Linked DNA regions of Anser cygnoides: region 2 is linked to region 1. A link is a contact called in public Hi-C data. All regions are on one chromosome and are shown on one strand. The core of a region is the stretch at or near the end of the contact, and the rest is flanking DNA. Distances in the headings are between cores, read along the strand shown.

Region 1 (6,128 bases), core at 1,682-4,181:
GCGTGACACGTTCGCAGAGCTGGTGCCGGACCCTTTGAACGTGCTGTGCAGGGACCGGGATGACCAACTGACCGCGTCCCCTGTTTCTTTTCTCTGCCGCTAGTACCAGAGCATTTGGGAGCCCCTGGGGGATTGCCCCACGCAACCAAGCCCCCCAGGGAGCTCCCCAGCCCCAACGCCGCTGGGACGGAGCGAGCAGGAGGGAGCCCGGCTTCCCCTTGCGCTGCCTGGTCTTGAACTCCGGAAGAGAAATCAAACTGCAAGTCCCAGGGCCCGTAAGAGGAATGAAGTTACCCAATGCAGGTACACTTATCGTTCAGTTACAGCACACCAATGACAAAACATGCGGCTCAGGAAACCTCCCCCACATCATCGGGGCTCACACACGGACCTTTACGTTACATTTACATCCTCCCCGCCGGCAGCACCCAGGGGCGAGCAGACCCCCCTGTGGGCTGCCCGTGCACGGAGCAGCAGACAAGAGCCTTCAGCCCCCAGACCTCGTCCTCCCGTTGGTTTGTGCCACGGCGATGTGTCCGGAGGAGCAGCAACACAGTCCTGGGGAGGAAATGTCCTTCCTGTAGCACATTGCAGCCTGCCACGCCGCGGGGCTGCCTCCCTGCTCAGCTTCACTCAGGGCACAAAGACCGCAAGGAAAGACAGTAACAGCCACCAGTCACCGCACGCGATGCATTAGCGGCTTCATCCCCCCGCTGCCTCGAACCAGAGGTCATCCTCGATACCCCATTTGTCTCCGGGAAGATGGAAAGCTTGGAAAAAGCATCCCAGGGAGAGAATTATTCAGATTACTTTCCCCCAAAACACCTCTTGCAGACAGAAGCTCAAAACAGGCAAAGCCCCCAAGCCCGTGAGCTGCGTGGCTCCGCATTTTTCAGACGCACGCAGCCCCCACCCCGCGACGCCAGCGGGCGATTTCACAAGCGGGCAGAGGACGGAGGGCTGGAGAGGGAAGCGACACAACCATTGCACGGCGCTTTCACAAGGAGACCTGCAACACCGGGGCCGGCAGAGCCCCGGCACGAAGGGGCCTCGCGCGCCCGTGAGCATTGCACCATCCCCTGCAAGCTCCCACTGCGGGGGGGTGCCGGGGACCCCCACCCGCCGCCCACCCCCCTCAGCCCAGGGCATCTGCTGAGCATTTCCTCGCCCATGACAGATGTGGCAGCTATTCAGGCTTTTCAGGCAGCAACAAAAGCCTCGCCGGGCGCACAAAGGCGAGGAGCAGAAGAGAGGCTGGGGCTTAAACAGGAGCCACCTGCCGGGGGCCTGCACCCCCCTTGCCCGTGCAGCCAGGACACCCCCGTCTGCCACAGCCCACTGCCCTGCACCAAAATACTGCACCATCCCTCGCGAGAGGTGCCCGAGGACACTGCCCCGACGCCGAGGGAAGTGCCACCAGCGCAGCGGGGACACCGGGGACAAGGAGGGGGCTGCGGAGCTCGCGGAAGAGTCAGAGCAGGTAAACGGCAGCTGGGCGGCAGCACGAAGCGTCCCCGCTGACTCACCGCCTCGTAGTGACGGCACACCGCCGCGAGTGTTCAACGAAGATAAATAAACAGTTTCTGCTTCGTGTGTCTGAGAAAAAAACAGTATTAAGGGATCATTCGGTTCCTGGGTTTTGTTTTGGGATCGTCCTCTTCTCGCCACCGCACGTCAAAAAAACGCGGAGTTGGGGTGAATTGGGGTGACTCCCCCGCTGCTCCCCTCTCCAGCGGGGTCTGCGTTGCACGGTCAGGTCCCAGCTCAGGCCCTCAGCACTCATTACCGAGACCCTCGGTGTCCGGTCACGCAGGAGGCTGTCCTGGGGTGCATCAGGACATCCGTTAACCAGGCTGGTGCCAACGGGGCATGAGGACGGGTGCCTGCACCAGGAGCTTCCCCCAGTGTGACCAGGGACTGACTGGGAAAGGCCCAGGTCCTGCCCTGCACCTGGGGCTCAGCACCCAAAGGGCCCCTCACCAGATGTAGGTGCCACAATGGGCAGTGCAGTCACGCTCCCGTGGGACAAGGACAAATCGCTCCCCAGGGACAAGGAGGGCAGAGGTGATAAATCACCCCCCAGGGTGGGCAGAGCGCGTCGGCACTGCTGGGCCCAGCGCTCCCAAGCCAGGACATGTTCCAGCAATGCAGCTCGGACTGGTGCTTGAGCAGGGGGTGAATGGGGGGCGTCACGGCCAAAACGCCCCGAACTCAGCCTGCCACTTCCTGCATGTGCTGAGACGTCACCTCCCCCCGGCAGTGACAGTGACACCAGACGAGGTCTGAGCAGGGAGGGGACCGGCTGGCTTGGGAGCAAGGCAGAGATCACCAGCACCGCCACCAGCACCGCCACCAGCACCAGCATCTCAGGCCCTTTTATCTGCACCACAGAAAGTGAAAGGAAAATGAGAAGTCAAGGGAGGGGCGAACATCTTCACATGAGCTACACCCTGCTGAGGCCAGGGCTTCATGCACAAACACTTTTTTGCCACCTCCTTGCAAAGCCTTTGAGGCCACCCCAGCTCTCCCTTCAGATGCCCCCCCCTCAAAGTCCTGCATCTAATTAGATCTCCTATCAGAGCCGCTGTGCCGGTGAATGGAAAAGTGCAATGTATGTGCTTTACGATAGGAAGAGGCTGATATTTATGGGTGTGTTTGATACAGAAGTGAGCACTAATGTAAACCATTAACTCAGCTCTGACCTACGTACTTTGCACTTCCCTCCCGAAGGCGCGTGCCCAGCTTGGAAGCCCGCTGCTGCAACCCCACTGCAGCACCCTCGTGCCTCCGTGGCAGCGCAGGGCACCAGCTCTGGGCTCCGGGTCCGTGGGGTTCCCTCCCGGCAGACACACAGACGTGCTCAGCCCCATGGGGCCGTCTGTGCCCGTCTGAGTAGCCACCGGGCACTCGAAGCATCCTTTTGGGTCCCTGGCTCCAGCAGCCCCAAAGCCATGTTCTGCCTGTCTGCACAGCGAGGCCCAGATGAGCCCACCAAATCCGTTTTTGGGGAGCCCCTTTCTCCCAGCCAGGCTGAGGATGGATGGGGGAAAGCCCACGGGATGCGGCGCAGCGCTCCCGAAGCTCTTCTCGCCACCCAGGACATCACCAAGGTTTTATTTACGTGCCCTTGAAGCCCGGTGACGCACAGACGGCACGTTTTGCATCACTCTGTCCTTTCCTCAGCGATTTGTTTAGAAGCTTTTCATCCCCTCGGCAGGCTCTGTCAACACCGGGGCTCACAAACACCTTCCGAAGTCGAGCCCAGGGACGTGCACCCCAATCGCAGCACCCCAGATCGCCCCGGAGGTGACGAACCCCCCCAGCACAGACTTCCCCATACCCAAAACCAATGTTTGCACCCGACCAGCACCGCTGCGGACGTGGGGCTGCCCTGTGCCGGCTGGGAGGCGTTTTGCCCCCGGTCCCCACGTGGCCTGGATGCAGCCCTGCAAAGCGTAACCAGCTCCTGCGTTAAGCGGCCGCTGCTCCTATTGAAAGGAGGTTTTGTGCCGTGCAGGGGGAAGGTCGGAACAAGAGCAACACGGGGATTTCATAACACGCCTTTGTCTGCGCAAGCAGGGGCCCCGCGGCTGCCTCCCCAAACACACTCCCACCCCCGGCCGCCGTGACCGCCCTCCTCCGGCCTTTGTCCCTCCACCCCACACACGGAGGAATGACCCTAAAAGCTCCTCCGGCTTCCCCAGAGCTGCCAGCCCCGAGGCAGCCCCTGCCCCGGGTCCCTGGGGATGCACAAGTCCCCTTTTGGGGAAAGCACGGGGCAGGAGCGGAGCTGGTGTAGCTGACCCACAGCAGGCACATAACGAGGGCGCTAACGAAGGGGCAGGGGAAAGGGGAGGCTCACAGAGCTGTGTCGCCCACCTCCTTCCTCCATCTCGCCCAACAGCATGCTGACCCCGAACTGGGGCTCTTGCTGTGAGAGGCTGCCCTGTGCCTTCTCCTCCTCCTCCTCTTCCTCCTCCTGCTGCTGCAGGGGTGCCCCACAGCCCCGGCACCCAGCGAGGCCTGCAGAGGACCTCGTATGAATCCCCCCACTTGGGATGAACTGACCCGGGCTAAAAGCCAGAAGCTTTTAGCTCCAGATCCCAAGCTCCCCGTGGGCACCTTCCCCTTAAGCACAGGGACGAGAAGCATTTTGGGGCCGACCCCGGACCTCAAAGCACTGCAGGAGGGCGAGCGGGCGGCCAGGCGAGCAGCGGCCCGGCCCTCCCTGTGGGCCTCTGCCACCCTTCCACGTGGCCTCACAGAGCAACAGGAACCGAAAAGGGCTTTGGGGCCCTCCCAGCAGCGGAGGAGGACGTGAGCCTCCTGCCACGCACCAGTGGGCCCCTGTGAGGCCGCCCCAGCACCCTGGCGCTCAGCACCCTCAGCTTCGTGCTCCCCCCAGCACGCTGCAGCTCGGCCCCCCTGCGCCAGGCGTCCGAGACAATTCCAGCTGAGAGGAAAACACAGTTAGGCTTCTATTTTAAAAAGCCCTTTTTGCATCCTGCTGGCACCTCATTAAAGCACTCAGGACACAGCTGCTATTATTAGCTCTCCCTGGCCTCTCGCGGCAGTGCCAGCAGCGGCCCCGCGCTGGGCACGGGGAGCGGGCAGGAGGGAGGGAAGGGCTGAGGGAGGGAGGCCCGGCAGGGCCAGGACGGGGCCCAGACCAGCGTCCCGGTCAGCGCAGTAACCTCGAAATACCTCATCCAGCAAGCATGCATAATTCATCACCCAGTGCCTGGCTGCACATGCCTCCACAAACACCGTCAGAGGAAAAACCTCCCCTCTCACTGTGACCGAGAGGGACCCGCTGGGCTCGGTCTCCACAGGCTGTTCCCACTAAGAGGTCCGGCACTGGAAACACCGCAGAGCAAGGCGTCGATAGCGGAGGTTTTGTCCTCTTGCACCTTATAAACACACAGTGAAAACAGGCTCTGGGAAGACCCGCTGATCCTTCCACAGATGCTCCGTACCCTGAACATGTTTTGCCTGTTAGAGTAGCACGGGAAGGGAATAAAAGCATAAAAGCAGGGGCATTTAAACAAACAAGCCATCAAAAAAACCTACCACCGCATTTCTTGCTGCCTGCCCGGCAGCTGGACTGCTGCTCGGGACCCCTCTCCTCAGCCAGCCCCGTGCCAGCCCTTACACCCAGCACCCTCGCGGACACGGGGCGAAGGGAAGCAGCTCTGGGGCTGGCCGGGGGCTCCCGGGTCCAGCTCTGTAGGAATTCAAGCTCCTTCAATCCCACTTATTGATGAAAAGGGCTCGGGGCCGGGGGGACGCCGGGCACAGCCAAGCAGCAGACAGTCCTGCCTTTGTGCGGTGCGGCCGCCCTCTGGCCCAAGGGCTCCGGCAGCCCCAATACTTCTCCGAAGGCAAACCCTGCAGCCTGTCAGGCACAATGACACCAAGCAGTTTAGTTTCGGGAAACTGTGTCCCCTCCAAGCTGACTGAAATACCTTGGGATCTCCCTGTCCTGTGCAGGAGGAAAGCGCCCAATGCTACCACGTCCCCCTGATCCTCCTTCCCAGGATCGCTCGCCTGGCTGCTTCAGTGCGGTCTTTGGATAGAAAGAAATAGAAAAGGGATGCTCTGGTAAAAGCCACAGCTGCCTGGCCTGCAGAACAGAGCCCGTCTGTATTGCCAGAGCTGTGCAAAGCTGAATGAACGGGCTCCCATCAGTGAATCCTCATCTGATACGGGTGATGGAGATAAGAGCATCCCTCTGACGCTGCCGGGGGGCTCCAAGGACACCAGAGCAGGGGGCTCAGAGCGGGGAGGGACGGGTCCCCAGCCGCCGACCCCTGAGGGTGTGCGTGCACACACGGTGCGATAACAGCAAAGCTGCGCATACCAGGGATTTTTGGCAGTGCTAACTCCCTGAGAAGTCCGTTGGGTTACAAGTTTGACCTTAATGGAAGGTGCCACAAATGGATTCAAAGAGAACCAGCAGCAAGGCTGGAGAGGTGACGGGCTTTGTTCAGGCGTGCAGAGGAGAGGGGACAGAGGTCTGGCAGGGGATGGGGTTTTGGCAGGGGACAGCGGTGTCACAGCCCCACAAGGGGCACGGCACGCTGCTCCGCGGCAGCTCCAGCCCCCAGGGAGGGAACTGCTGCTCAGCC
Region 2 (6,128 bases), core at 980-3,479, 80 kb before region 1:
CCGCACCGAGAGCCGGGGTCTGGCCCCGCAGAGGGGACTTGGCCCTTCCCAGCACCACGGGCACACGAATATTTGGGGAAAGGTGATGAAAGCCGAATATGGGGCAGTTAACCCAGCGCCGCAGTTAAAGATGAATTATTAACAGTGGTGTGGAAGTAGGCTTTGTCTTATCGGAGGCAATAAAACAATTGTGAGAGCAACCTTTGAGCACGCCGAGCGCTTCCCGAACTGGGGGCACAAATCTACACCTCAGGTGCCCCTCCTGAGCCCAGGCCTCTGCACCAAGGCTGCAGCCCCTGCAGTGCCTTGGCTGCCTGCCCACAGGTGCCAGCTCCCATCCCGGTGGCAGTGCGCGGGGTCCCGGGGGACACTGCTGCTGCGCAGGGCTCACCAGCTAAGGCAGGCACAATCTCACCCAAATTGTCAGCCAGGTGAGGCCAACTGGGGTGACCGGGCTGTGGGAGACCCTCTCAGCCCAGAATGTGGTTTCCCTGCAGGGCAAGGACAAGGACAAGCAGCTCAGCTCCCATCCTCAGCTCACCCTTGCAAATCCCACTGTGCCCCGCAGAGGTGGCGTCGGCTCTGCTTCTCCCTCAGCCCTCGAATGCAGACCTGCAGAGGGGACTCTGGGTGCCGAGGGAAGGAGCTGCACCACAACCCTCCAGCTGCCCCTTTGGCATGGCAGGGGATCCCTGGAGAGGGCAGCTTGTCGTGGGCTGAACGTTTCAGCCACATCTGCTGCACGGATAAATAACATTCAACAGTCTTAGGCGTTTCTTATCATCAGTTTTATGCATCACATTTTATTGCTAGTACAAGGGCAATCCGATTGCTTTGCTAACAATGCGGTAAATAAAAACATCCTTAGAGAGACCAATATCGTTGCAGTACAATCAATATTGTGAGCTGGTTATTGCACAGGTTTGGTACAAAACAACAAAAATTACTGCAATATAAGTAATCATATCATGATAAAGAAAGCAAAACTACTTGATAGAGATACGCGTTCATCCAGGGAGATTCCAAAGTGCTTCAAACATTGACTCACACAAAACATGATCACAGTCTTCAAAGCATGCCTGTGTACAAGGAGTGCAGGAGTCGGACCTCTGAACCCTGGCAGCGCTGCACCGGGGCAGACCAAAGCTTTCCAGTAAGTGGTTTCTATCAGCCCCGCTGCGGACGCTCTTAACCACATGCTATTTCTCACACTGTGATATTTTGCAGGCCCTGTAGATATGCAGAGAGGCAGGACCAGCACAGGGTGTTCCCGGAACTGCCACAGGGAGACTTTTTCAACCCGTCATTTTTATTTGATAGAAAAATAGAGCAAAGTCCCCGCAATAACACAACCATTACCATGCACACCTAGCTTTGAAATAACGACCACCACATCCAAGCTTCAGCCGATTAAGATGACTTGGTCAGTGTGGAAGAGGAATTGCATGTGTGCGGGAATGGGCAGCCCTTAGCCACATCTCCAGCCCCTGCAAGGCAACGAGCATGGCCACTGCCACGTGAACCAGGCCTTTGGGCTTTGGTCGCACCTTGCAGAACTCTGGGCTTAGCAAGAAATGATGGCACATTTCCTGAGGCCCTGCAACCCACTGACTGCCCGACTTTAAATATGCAATGGTTGAAGCACAGCAAAATTAGAGAGAAGTTAATCACTATGAAATGACAAGTTACTGAGCGTAAAGGTATTCCCGAGTCCCTGTGCCTTAGTGACATGCTGCTTTGATTTCTCAACTTTGGTCTGCTTCACTGATTGGCAATTTGGTTCAATCAGGCTATGTGGCAATGCTCTGATATAATTTTCTTCAATTAACCTGATTGTAACTGAAGCTGCCTACCTGGGAATTACAGCAGAAAGACAGCAATGTTTAGCACTGGAGAGCTGGGCTGGTTTGTGCTTCTTGGGTACCAGGGCCCTGAGCTTCCCAGAGCCAGCTTCTGGCCGCTTCCAGAGCTCCCAGGGTGACTTCTTCAGGCTAGCTGAGTGAAGTGAGGACATGGGATGAACCTGTGGGATGGAGCCCTGCAAGCAGAGATTAGCAGTGCATGGAAAACAAAAGAAACAAACCCCACAACTCCTTAAGAAATAGTCTGAACGTACATTTTATAGAATTGTGAAGGCTGAATAGAGTTTTGCTGGTTATGAAGGTGATGTCCTTGTGGAAGAGGCATCTGAGTATGCTCTGCAGTGCAAAGGAATTACTAGAGGGGAAGAAAAAAAAAAAAAAAGAAGAAGAAGAACAGACAAAAAAACAAGCAAATAAACATGTTAGTTAGGCGGGACTTCTATCTACAGGTCATCACATGCTACATTCTTCCTGCTCGGATAATTTTATAACAAACATTGGGGCAGAAAACAGCTTTTTATCCTGTATTCATACAGAGCATAGCACCAGACAGGCATGAGCTGGTTAACGCAGTCAGGTTCATTCAAACTGCAGAAGTTTGAGGTAAGACACACAAAGTTCGTTCTTCATGTTAAGTTCTGCCTGGAAGCAGTTCCGAGCAATCACATTTCACTACTAGTAGTTAGAAGCAGTCGTTTGGTGTTAAATCTTTGCAAGTTAACTGAAAAACAGGGGAACTCCTCTCAAACTTCGCAATTTCTGCTCCTGACCTCTTCATTATTTTAGTTCCATGATGTCACCCACATCACTTACTTGGTGGCTAAAAATGAACATTTTTCAGGTTCCATGTTCAGTACGTTGGTGGCATTTCTACCATTGTCGAAGTATTTTGGCTGTCATTTTGCTCAGCAAGGCATACCTGGCCTTTAAAAAATAAATACACTATTTTTCTTAACTCTGGACATCACTATATTAAAAAAACAGTTTAACATCAAGAACAGAGCAGAGACCATCTGAGCTGCAAGATACTTCATTAGACTAAATCCAAACCGGAGTGCAGTGCAGGAGAAAATTTCCAGCAGCAGAAGCATCTTGACCTCAGGTGGGTGATCCTCGATTTGCCCTTAATTTACTGTTGAGCGGAGTATTATGCTATCAGACAGCACTTGTATGTGCCACTTTGATGGATTTCACTTACAATGTGCAACAGATCTGAAATTTAAGGTGATTATTTCTATAGTAGTAAGTGTAGCATAACTCATTTATGCTGAAATGTTTTTTTTTTTTTTAAGCTGGTGTAACTGTGTTTTTTTTTAAGTTATAAATTAGATTGTTGGCTTTTTACAAAGAACACATACAAAAATGAGGTAGATGAGGCAAGTTCTTATGCAAACCCACCCAGAGAAACCCTTTGTCCAGTTATTGTGTAGCAGCAGCTAGCTTATTTTGGTTGGTAGCAGGATAGTGGCTTAATCAGACAGGTGAAGAAAACTGTGCATATAAACATTTTCACAAGACAGAACTGAATTGAAGATAGGATAAAAAAAAAATCAATGCGTCCCAGTAAAGCCTGCTTGTACAGGATTTATAACTCCGTCTCTCTTTTCACTTTCTGCTCTGTTATTGGGGTGAGAAATGCCTATTTTGCTGGTTAAAAACAAAACACCTCCTCACCTAAATCCTGAAATTAAATGGATTTAAAATTTAGCTGGCAGCTCTGTGTCGTCGATAGGAAACCAAGTCCACTCTCCTACGTACATCAGTACTCCCCCTACAGAGGATCTTTCACAATTAGACCCCACAGAGAGCACAAAAAAAGCAGCCCAGTAACCTGACAGTGCTGCAAGCGCAGACAGGCAGGTGAGAAAGACCTCACTGAAGGTGCTTTATTTTAGCTTCCATCTAATCCATAAGTCATTTGCAACGTGGGCTAGCTGCCCGCACATCAGCCAGCTATCTCCTACCTGCAGATCGCACGCAGCTTACTGCCAGGGGATGCTGTCAATAACCCCGAAAGCACACATTTCGTGCTGCGGGCTGAATGAGCACGGCTGGCGCTCAGCTGAAGTTACCCAAGATAATTGGACTAGCTTTTCTCCTGGAAAAAGTGAAATCTCCTTATTAGCAGCTTGAAAGCCCTTCATGGTGGTCCTGGAGGGCACGGCTCAGGCTCTTCGCTAACGCCCTGCCTGTTGCTGCAGGGTGGGAAATGGAGAAGTGAATGAGGGGGGTTGTGAAGTAATTGTCCCTGATCTTTAGAGACTGCAGCTGGGTGATTGTGCAAGCGTGGCACCCACCTCCGAGCGAGGCAAGGAGCTCTGTGGGCTTGCAGACACTTCACATCTCAGTTGTTCGTGGCCTGATGCCAGGGAGAATTTAGCACGTTCATGCCAGCACAGAATTCGTCTGCTTAGGAAAAAAAGTCTTGTGCGGATACTAACTTGAATGTCAGGATCACAGCAGCTGGGCCAGCTAAATGATGGAACTTTGGCCTCTAGTTGGCAAAAACAGAGACTTTTTCATTAATTTTGGGGTGCCAGGACTTCTCCTCATGTCCCCAGCCCCAAAACAAGGAAAAGAGCAAGGCACTAGCTCAGCTGTAGTGGTGTATATTGGAGAAGCTGCCCCGCCACAGCGCTTCTGCCTGTGTTGAAAGGGGAAGAGCCCATTTCTGCTGCCCCGACCCACGCTTCCTACCAGCAGCGCGAGAGCTGAGGCCGAGAGCTGGGTGGGAGCCAGGTTTGCAAGCCTGGAACTCACGGCTGGGGGAGTCGCAGCTACAGGAGCGATGCACGTCACCCCCAAAGCAAGGCGTAGAGAGAGCCACTGCGTGGACCAAGCCCCTCGTGTCCTGCTGCCTGTGGACCAGGGGGGGCAGCAGCCGAAGCGTGGCCCCCGCGGGCATCCAGCCCCAGACACTGCCACCAGTGCTGGCGGCCAGGGCTCAGCTCTGCACCGTGACGGGGAATAAGGCTCACGATGGCGTTGTGCTTCCGACATTTCCTTGTTCATATCTCCAAAACGCTTTGAAGTGATCTCAATGTGTTAACAAGTATGAAATAAATCACCTGGTTTGTACCTATCAAGGTTTTAACCATGGCGGGGGTTATGCAAATCTTAAACAAAGAATTCTAGTAGGGAGTCTTTGGGATAAAACCGCAGTAATTAGAGGTCAATTTTTAACTCAGACAAGGAAGTAATTCCCTTCCTAATCAGAGACACTCAAACACCGTTTCTATTCAGATCTGAAAACAGATAGCAGCAATCTGCCCAAAGATTTTCTGCAGAAAGTTGTAGGGAAGAAAAATAGAAAGGGAGGAAAGATGATTGCAGTTCGGCGGGAGATGTTTAAGGAGTGCTGTTGGCATTCCCGAGAGCTGCAGCATGGTTTGTTGCACTGAAAAAAAAAAATATAATGAAAAAAAATGAAATATAGAAAAAAACAAGGCTTGATGCCTGCAGGTCTGGCTGCAGGAGGCTGGGCGCAGGTCCTGGTGAGGTGTTGTGGCTCATAGCTGCTGGTTTGGCAAATGCCACCGTGGTCCTCAAACCCTTCCGTGCGTGCCCGCACTCAGCCAGTGCTCGCACAGGTCTCAGTCTGCGGTGCTGGGTCTGCAGCGTGGTCCCTGAGCTTTGGCTGCCCATGAGCGGTCATTACCAGCAATGTCTTTAGTGACCATCGTGCCCGAACAACAGGGGATTAATGCAGGAGTGCTACGAGCACTTGTTTTCTTTTTAAAATTCTCTTATCTTGCACTGCGCCCTGTCCCAGGGTGGGAGCCGCAAGGGACGTGGGTGGTCTGCGTCAAGGGGGTACCAGAGACAGCCTTGGCAGATCACTGCCACAATCTCTCTTCTGTTTGGTAACAGAGACATCAGCAAAATCCAGTGTCCAAAGTGAGATTTGGAAGTTTGCTGAGCAAACATTTGAGGAAGGTGGACATGGAGGTTCTCCTTCTCTTTGTAGCTTTGCTGCAAGGTGAGTTGCCAAGAAACTCTCCAGCTACCTCCACCATGAGAACAGGGCAAGCTGGAGGTGCAGGGGACGGGGGTGCAGCTCCGGCTAAATCCCCATGCGCACAGCAGCCAACCCCACCTGCAGAGTGGGGCCGGGTCAAACCTTGCTGGCACGGGCTCAGCCCCGGGCAGGACCCCGCTGCTCTGCGCTTCGTGCGGCCACCTGCGCAACGCCGCTGCGGGGGGAAGAAAGCTGCCAGAGCGGGCAGTCTGCAAACACCAAAGGTCACCGCTGGCTGTTTGCTGTTG

What was found. Hi-C and Micro-C count contacts between places; a contact is called where the count stands out from the background.
Region 2: a contact with region 1 is called in a Hi-C map of liver, with 2.5 times the contacts expected there. The contact joins the promoter of LOC106041363 here to the enhancer-like site in region 1. A contact is called at or near these places in 2 of 7 Hi-C or Micro-C datasets (both in liver).

The regions. Positions count from the first base shown.
Region 1 is chr25:4,927,789-4,933,916 of Taihu_goose_T2T_genome, reverse strand. The region is part of intron 2 of MAPKAPK2 (MAPK activated protein kinase 2); the gene reads right to left. Among named protein-coding and RNA genes, the nearest start is that of MAPKAPK2, 12 kb to the right of the region's middle. Within about 2 kb of position 2,931, at least 3 of the 3 cell types and tissues checked have open chromatin away from gene starts, as enhancers often do. A contact at or near this core is called in liver, where this site is marked.
Region 2 is chr25:5,006,703-5,012,830 of Taihu_goose_T2T_genome, reverse strand. LOC106041363 (polymeric immunoglobulin receptor-like) reads left to right here and starts at 2,229. Exons shown (of 10, transcript XM_013189763.3): 1 at 2,229-2,964; 2 at 5,733-5,841. The coding sequence starts at 5,805.